Linked DNA regions of Zea mays: region 1 is linked to region 2. A link is a contact called in public Hi-C data. All regions are on one chromosome and are shown on one strand. Each heading gives the region's core, a stretch centred on a gene start, on an enhancer-like site or on the middle of the called end of the contact. The rest is flanking DNA. Distances are from core to core; before and after follow the strand shown. Region 1 holds the start of LOC103630807 (structural maintenance of chromosomes protein 3). Region 2 holds the start of LOC732721 (protein kinase-like).

What was found. A called contact is a pair of places that touch in the nucleus more often than the background predicts.
Region 1: a contact with region 2 is called in a Hi-C map of leaf, with 4 times the contacts expected there. The contact joins the promoter of LOC103630807 here to the promoter of LOC732721 in region 2. A contact is called at or near these places in 2 of 25 Hi-C or Micro-C datasets (bundle sheath and leaf).

What each region holds. Positions count from the first base shown.
Region 1 is chr6:179,508,870-179,511,821 of Zm-B73-REFERENCE-NAM-5.0, forward strand. It overlaps LOC103630807 (structural maintenance of chromosomes protein 3), which reads left to right and starts at 1,470. Exons shown (of 30, transcript NM_001350802.1): 1 at 1,470-1,688; 2 at 1,931-1,982; 3 at 2,069-2,144; 4 at 2,645-2,683; 5 at 2,781-2,848; 6 at 2,936-2,952. The coding sequence starts at 1,968. LOC109939192 (probable inactive receptor kinase At2g26730) reads right to left here and starts at 895. Exons shown (of 2, transcript XM_008649438.4): 1 at 1-895.
Region 2 is chr6:179,211,531-179,214,846 of Zm-B73-REFERENCE-NAM-5.0, forward strand. LOC732721 (protein kinase-like) reads right to left here and starts at 2,021. Exons shown (of 8, transcript NM_001112350.1): 1 at 1,627-2,021; 2 at 790-1,486; 3 at 565-669. The coding sequence starts at 1,469.

The DNA of each region.
Region 1 (2,952 bases), core at 220-2,719, 300 kb after region 2:
CAGAGCAGAGGAACAGTCTGGTGTGGATTTATGTAGGCGGCGGCGGTGCCGGGCGCTGGACGGCTGGAGGGAGCACAGCACGTGGGCGTAACCAATTGGACGTAGTACTCTCTGCTTGGTCAGCCGTGGGTCGGAAGCAATGGATCGATGCCCCGGCCCGGCGTGTCGCGCGCGTCGTTTGTGATGTGAGACGGCGGTCAGCCAGTGCCATGTCAAGTACCCTACCCTAGGTTATACACATGCAATCTCAACAGAGGGAGGGAGCAGGAACGCCCTGCCAATCGCGGCCTCTGTACGGTAATCCGTAGCCAATCGTGCGTACCAGCCGTGACTTGGGTCGGAAGCAATAGATGGATGCCCCGGCCCCGCGTCTGCCAAAACAAACAAACAAACGGACAAATTTGCAGCGGAGAGGGAGGGGAGACGAGACGACTAGGGATGGCAACGGGGAATTCTCCGTCGGGTTTTAGCTCCCCAAACCCGTCCCCGCGACAAAAAAAATTCCCCGCGGGGATCCCCACGAACACTTGCGGGGGACATTTCTTCCCCATCCCCGTTCCCCGCGGGGATAAATCTCTGTCGGGGATCCCCATCCCCGCTTAAATTATAATTAAATCGTACTTCATTTGTTATTAATGTAAAATATTATCACTTATACACATTGTTAAATGTAAAATTCATTATGTGCACATTAAAATCAATGTATTTGTACAACGGGTGATCTTTGGACAAGGTAATTCTTTACTTTTATCATTAACTATTACATGAAAACATTGTCACATGTAAGTTTAACGGGTCCCCGCGGGGAACGGGGATGGGGAATGCTTCCCCATCCCCGTCCCCGTTTACCCGTCGGGGGAGAACTTTTCCCCATTTACATCCCCGTGGGGAAAGAAGCTTCCCCATCCCCATCCCCTAATAGAGGAATTCCCCGCGGGGAATCGGGGATCGGGTCCCTATTGCCATCTCTAGAGACGACTGGCGGATGCGACGTGCACCGTGCACCGGCAGGCAGTGGTCGCCGGCCGGAGACAGCAGCACTGCGGTGCACGTGCACCCGGTATTTGTACATGCCACCTGTCACGGCCACATCTTGTGTCATTCTCAAGGGAAGAGTCGGGACCGGATGACGGGTGGACCATCTCACTCTGATTGATTCCTGGCCCTGGGTGGGTGGGTGACCTCAACCTACGCGCCCCCTTCTCGCTTTCAGCAAGTATCCATGCTATACCTCCCCCTGCTGAAACAAAACACAAAGTAGTAACATAAAGATGCATGGTATACCTTCTCTGGTTGGTGTTCATGTCCAATCACTGAAACACCACCTGGCTGGCATGCTCCACGGTCGAATGCTAATCCATCCCAACGCAGCAGTGCAACGCATGTCGAGTTGTCGACACAAGGCCTGGGCATCCTCGTGGCATCTGGATCACCAGTGAAATCGAACAAGCTAGCTTCCAGGCCGGCCTGCTACAGGCCCAGTCGAAAACTTACAGGAGCCGAACCAAACGGCCACGGCCACGGACAGTGTTGCCTTCTCCTCCCCCTTCTCCTTCTCCCGTCCACTCAGCGTGCCTGACTGCCCGTGCGCGCCCTCGCTCAGTCGCTCTCGCGCGCGGCGACAACTGAGCCACCGCCGACGGTCCAACTCTTCGTCGGACCCTTTGCCGGCGACGAGCACCCACCAGGTAACCCCTCACTCTCTTCCCTCGCTGCTGTGTGGAACCGAGCTCCCGAACCCTAACTCAAGCCCTTTCACCATTTCAATTCGGATCTGATGTAATTACAAGCGTATACTAGCACAACTCTGATTTTTTTTCGCAAATATTACTGGGTGTACATGTATACGCCCATGTCCTTTACTTGTTCCGATTCTGTTTTTTTTTTTTTTGGTGTCTACTTGTTACTGACTTGCCATGCTCTTTTGCAGGGGTTTCATGGTAGCGTGACCTGTCTCGGCCTAGAAAATGTATATAAAGAAGGCAAGATGTTCTGCCCTGGGTACAATTTGGTGATATTTTTCTCCCCATGTAAGCTTGTTGGCTTATTGGCCATCTGTCTGGTTCAGGTCGTAATCGAAGGGTTTAAGAGCTACAAGGAGGAGATATCAACAGAGCCCTTCAGTCCCAAAGTTAACGTAGTTGGTAAACCCCCTCTTCTGCTCCCTCGCTCACAGATATTACTGTACTCATAGGGTTCTGTTCTGCTTCCTAACTGCTGCTCAGATAATTTAACACCGCTTGTGCGGCAACCTCCGCCTATATCAGGCCTGCAACTGCAATAGATAAATCCTTACCTAGTGGGTCAATCACAAAGCTTTATTAGTGATCAAGATCCGGTGCATCTTCAAGGTTCAGTTTCCTTTATTTGCTAAATTGGGTTATTTGTTTTGTTTTGGAAAATTAGCATAGTCATAGCTTATGTATGCATGCATTGTACCAGAATTCAGAAAACCACGACCTTGAAACAGTTACGGTTAAGTCCGTGTAACTCTTTTGTGTGCTTGCTGTTTGTTTGCTCTAGCTCTATAGTGATCTTCTAGTTTTTCTGCCAAACTCACTGCAAGTACTACAGGGCAATTACAACTTGGATGCATACTTTTCTGCTCTTAATGAACTGACGATTATTTAATTGTTTGCCACAGTTGGTGCAAATGGATCTGGCAAATCAAATTTCTTTCATGGTAATCTTAAACATGTGGTACAGTACTGCTATATTATTATTTGCATCTGCTCTTATGCGAGAACATCCTCTTGATTTGCTTATGCTTATTGCTCCAGCTATACGATTTGTCCTGAGTGACATGTTTCAGAACCTGCGAAGTGAAGATAGGGGTGCCCTTCTCCATGTATGCCTCCTCTAAGCAATCTAGATAGTTGGAATAGATGGCTGGTCCGCTGGTGTTTGATATACCCTACTGTAATAACCATTCCAGGAAGGTGCTGGACACTC
Region 2 (3,316 bases), core at 771-3,270:
TAAGGACTGTTGTTGAGTACCATATTTCACTGCACCTAGTTTTACAGATGTAAGGCATGTTTGCTTCGTAGACTGGCATATTTGTCTAGGCCAGGAAGCTCCCAAGCCATCAATTTTGAGGGGGGAAATATCCTGTGCAATCAGCCATGTTGGTGTAACCGTGCAATCAAGCGATCTGGTCCATTCAATCAAAATCCAATGGTGAACGCTAATTTACATTTAACCTCTTCCACCTAAAATAGCAATCACCGTTGGATTTTGATTGGATGCACTTGATCACTTGATTGCACGGTTGCACAAACATGACTGGTTGCACATGAAGCTAAGTAGATCATAATAATGAATTAACGATCATCAAAAAAATCTCAAAGGATGAAATGTTACAGTTGAATGAATATACCAAGGGATATGCTTTCTCAAAGTGCGGTCAAGTGCTAGATTTTGTTAAGGGTTTGGAGCTTCATGATTATATGTGGATTAGTAGTCATAGTTGTATTTCAAGTACATATATAAAGTAGCAGAGAGCAAACAGTTATAGCACAATTGATCGGGAATTAGTTTCACCTGTGGATACCCTCGACACAGTATCCTAGAAGGCGTACAAGATTCTTATGCCTGACGTGCCCAATTGCCTCAACCTCAACCCTGAACTCCTTTTCTGCCTGACCCCTACAGTGACATACCAAACGCTATCAAGATGTTGCGAGACTATCAAAGAGGGCAGAGTAATATTTCAAGCTATGTACCAAGATCGTCTTTAAGGCTAAAACAATGACCAGAGCTTCTTACATGTTATTAAGGAGCTTTTTAATTGCGACATCGGTCCCATTAACGAGGCGACCTCGGTAAACAATCCCATATCCACCTTCCCCAATGACATTCTCCTTGGAGAAGCGATTGGTCGCATGCTCCAAATCCCTGAGAGTAAACCAATGGCCCCATCCGAGATGCGAAAACTCGGGGAGACCAACCAGCGGAGACGCGGAGACAGTGGGATACTGCCTCCTGGCGTTGCCCGAGCTGCCCTCGTCGCCAGAGTACGAGCTTGCAGCCCTCTCGCACTGGTACGCCGCAGAGCTGCACTGGCTGAGATTATCAGCGTCGCTCGACTTGCTCCTGACCAGGTGCCCCAGCATTCTCCCGGAATCCTTCTCGCAGGGCTTCTCCTGCACGGCCAGCGCGCGGCAGCTCTCGTGCACATGGAAGGTCTGCACGGCAGCGTGCTCACGCACCTCGTCCACCGCAATCTCCTTGGAGACGTCCGGGATCTGGGACACCGGGATGTCATTGGTACTGTCGAAGGACGACTTGGTGGGCTTCCTCCGGTATATGGACCAGAAGCACATGAAGCCTATGATGAAGAGGATCGCCACCCAGATGCAGATGCCAATGACAATCCATAGCCTCAGGCCGAACGGCGGCGTCCTGGAAGATAGCTCCGACCTCAGGATTTCGCCTGTCGTCGACATCTCTGTTCCTCAGCAACCTACACAGAAGCGTGGGTAACGTCATTGTCATTAGAGGCGGGTAAACAATTTGTCACAAACCCCATCTTGCAGGTATGAGAATTGCATTTATATAATGGGAACTGGGTGAGCGGATCGGATCCGAACAGAAATAGCTTACATTAGGGTTTGGGGTGCGGCATGAAGGGGAGGGAGAGGTGGCGGGCGTACGTGGTGGGTGCTCGTCGTCGTCGGCGAAGGGCCGGGCCCCCCGACGACGCAAGACGTGGCGAAGGGCGCGCGACCGCTCCTTCCTCTCCCGATTCCTCCAGCTGGAGGTCTTGGGTCCTCAATCCCTCGGCGGCGTCACGTCAGTGCGGTGGCCATGCGATGGGAGGCCGGCCCGCCGGCTCTCCGCTCCGGGGAGAGGGGATGCAATGCTTTCTTGCTGGGGAGGGAGGGGGTGGATGGATTGGGAAGGGAGAAAAGGGCCGACAGTACTAGGGAAGCAAGCAAGCGAGCAAACGATAAAGTTTCACTACACTGATGACTGAACTGATGATGAGTGGAGAGAGAGAGAGAGAGAGACTGATGAGGAGGGAAAAACTGGAGACAGCTGTAAAAGACACTGGGGACTCCTCTTGCTAGGGGCACCACTCAACATCTTATCTTTTATTTTATTTTCTTTTATTTTCTTTCTACAGAACCATATCTATCATATACCACGAGGATAATATTGCAAACTGAATTACTAGAATGTTTGATGATATATAGGCTCTCTCATCTTCACTTGTTCTTTAGCTTTCCTTGAATCGTGTGAAATCTTCTCTACCGAGTACTACTAGTAAAACAATTGGGACACACACACACACACAGGCACAGCTCACGCGCACACTGCACTGCACACATCTTCCAACACAAGCCATGGTCCATGTGGGCGTTGCATGGGACGGCAACGGCACGGCAGCCGGTGGCCCCACAGGTCATGGAGACAGCGCGGCCCCTCGTGTTGGGTAGCGGTGTGCAGCAAGGAGAGTGGGTAGCGGGGGCATGGAGACAGCACAAGGAAGCGCAAATCTAGCTACGATTTCAGTGCGGCCTTGTTTTTTTTTTTATTTAACCCCGGCCCGACGCGCGGGCCCACGTGCTTCCTGGGTCAAAAATGGCTGCAAGCCCAACGGCTAGCTCGCTCCCGGGCTGACCAGGGTCTGACGGTGGGCGCGGCCCGCTCCCGCAGCGTCCCGTTGCGTTAAACACTTGAATGCAGATAAATTCTACTCAATCATCATATTGGTTTACTTCACCATTAAAGAAGGCAACGATTGATCCGTTCAATTTAACGAACTAAATGAACAATTACCTAGTGTTAACCCTGTTTTTTTCACCCCAAAAGGCTACCAACCACATCAAGTACCTATTACTATGATCTGGTATGATAGACAATTACAACATTTCAGAGCCATGGCAATCAAAATGGAATGACTTTGGTTGCAGTGAGGTAGTCGACGTCGGCCCAGAAGGCAAGGAGTGTCGAGAGAATCCATAAACACCACTAGTTTAGAACAGTGTTTAGAAAATAGCATAGATTTTTTAAGTAATTCAAAAATAGCACCGATTCCACCAAATGAATTCAGAAAATAACACTTCATCTATACTTTTTATTCTTTCATTTCTCACCTTACATACAAATGGACCAAATTGACACTGTTCATTTCATAGTCTCGTTTTTATCTCTTCTATCCATAAGAACAACATGAACACATACAAATATATGAGCTCTACCTTTTATATTGTTAAGTATGATGTTAAATATATAAAAAAACATGGATGTTCTATAAAGGAAGAAGTCTAAAAACATACATTTTTTTTGA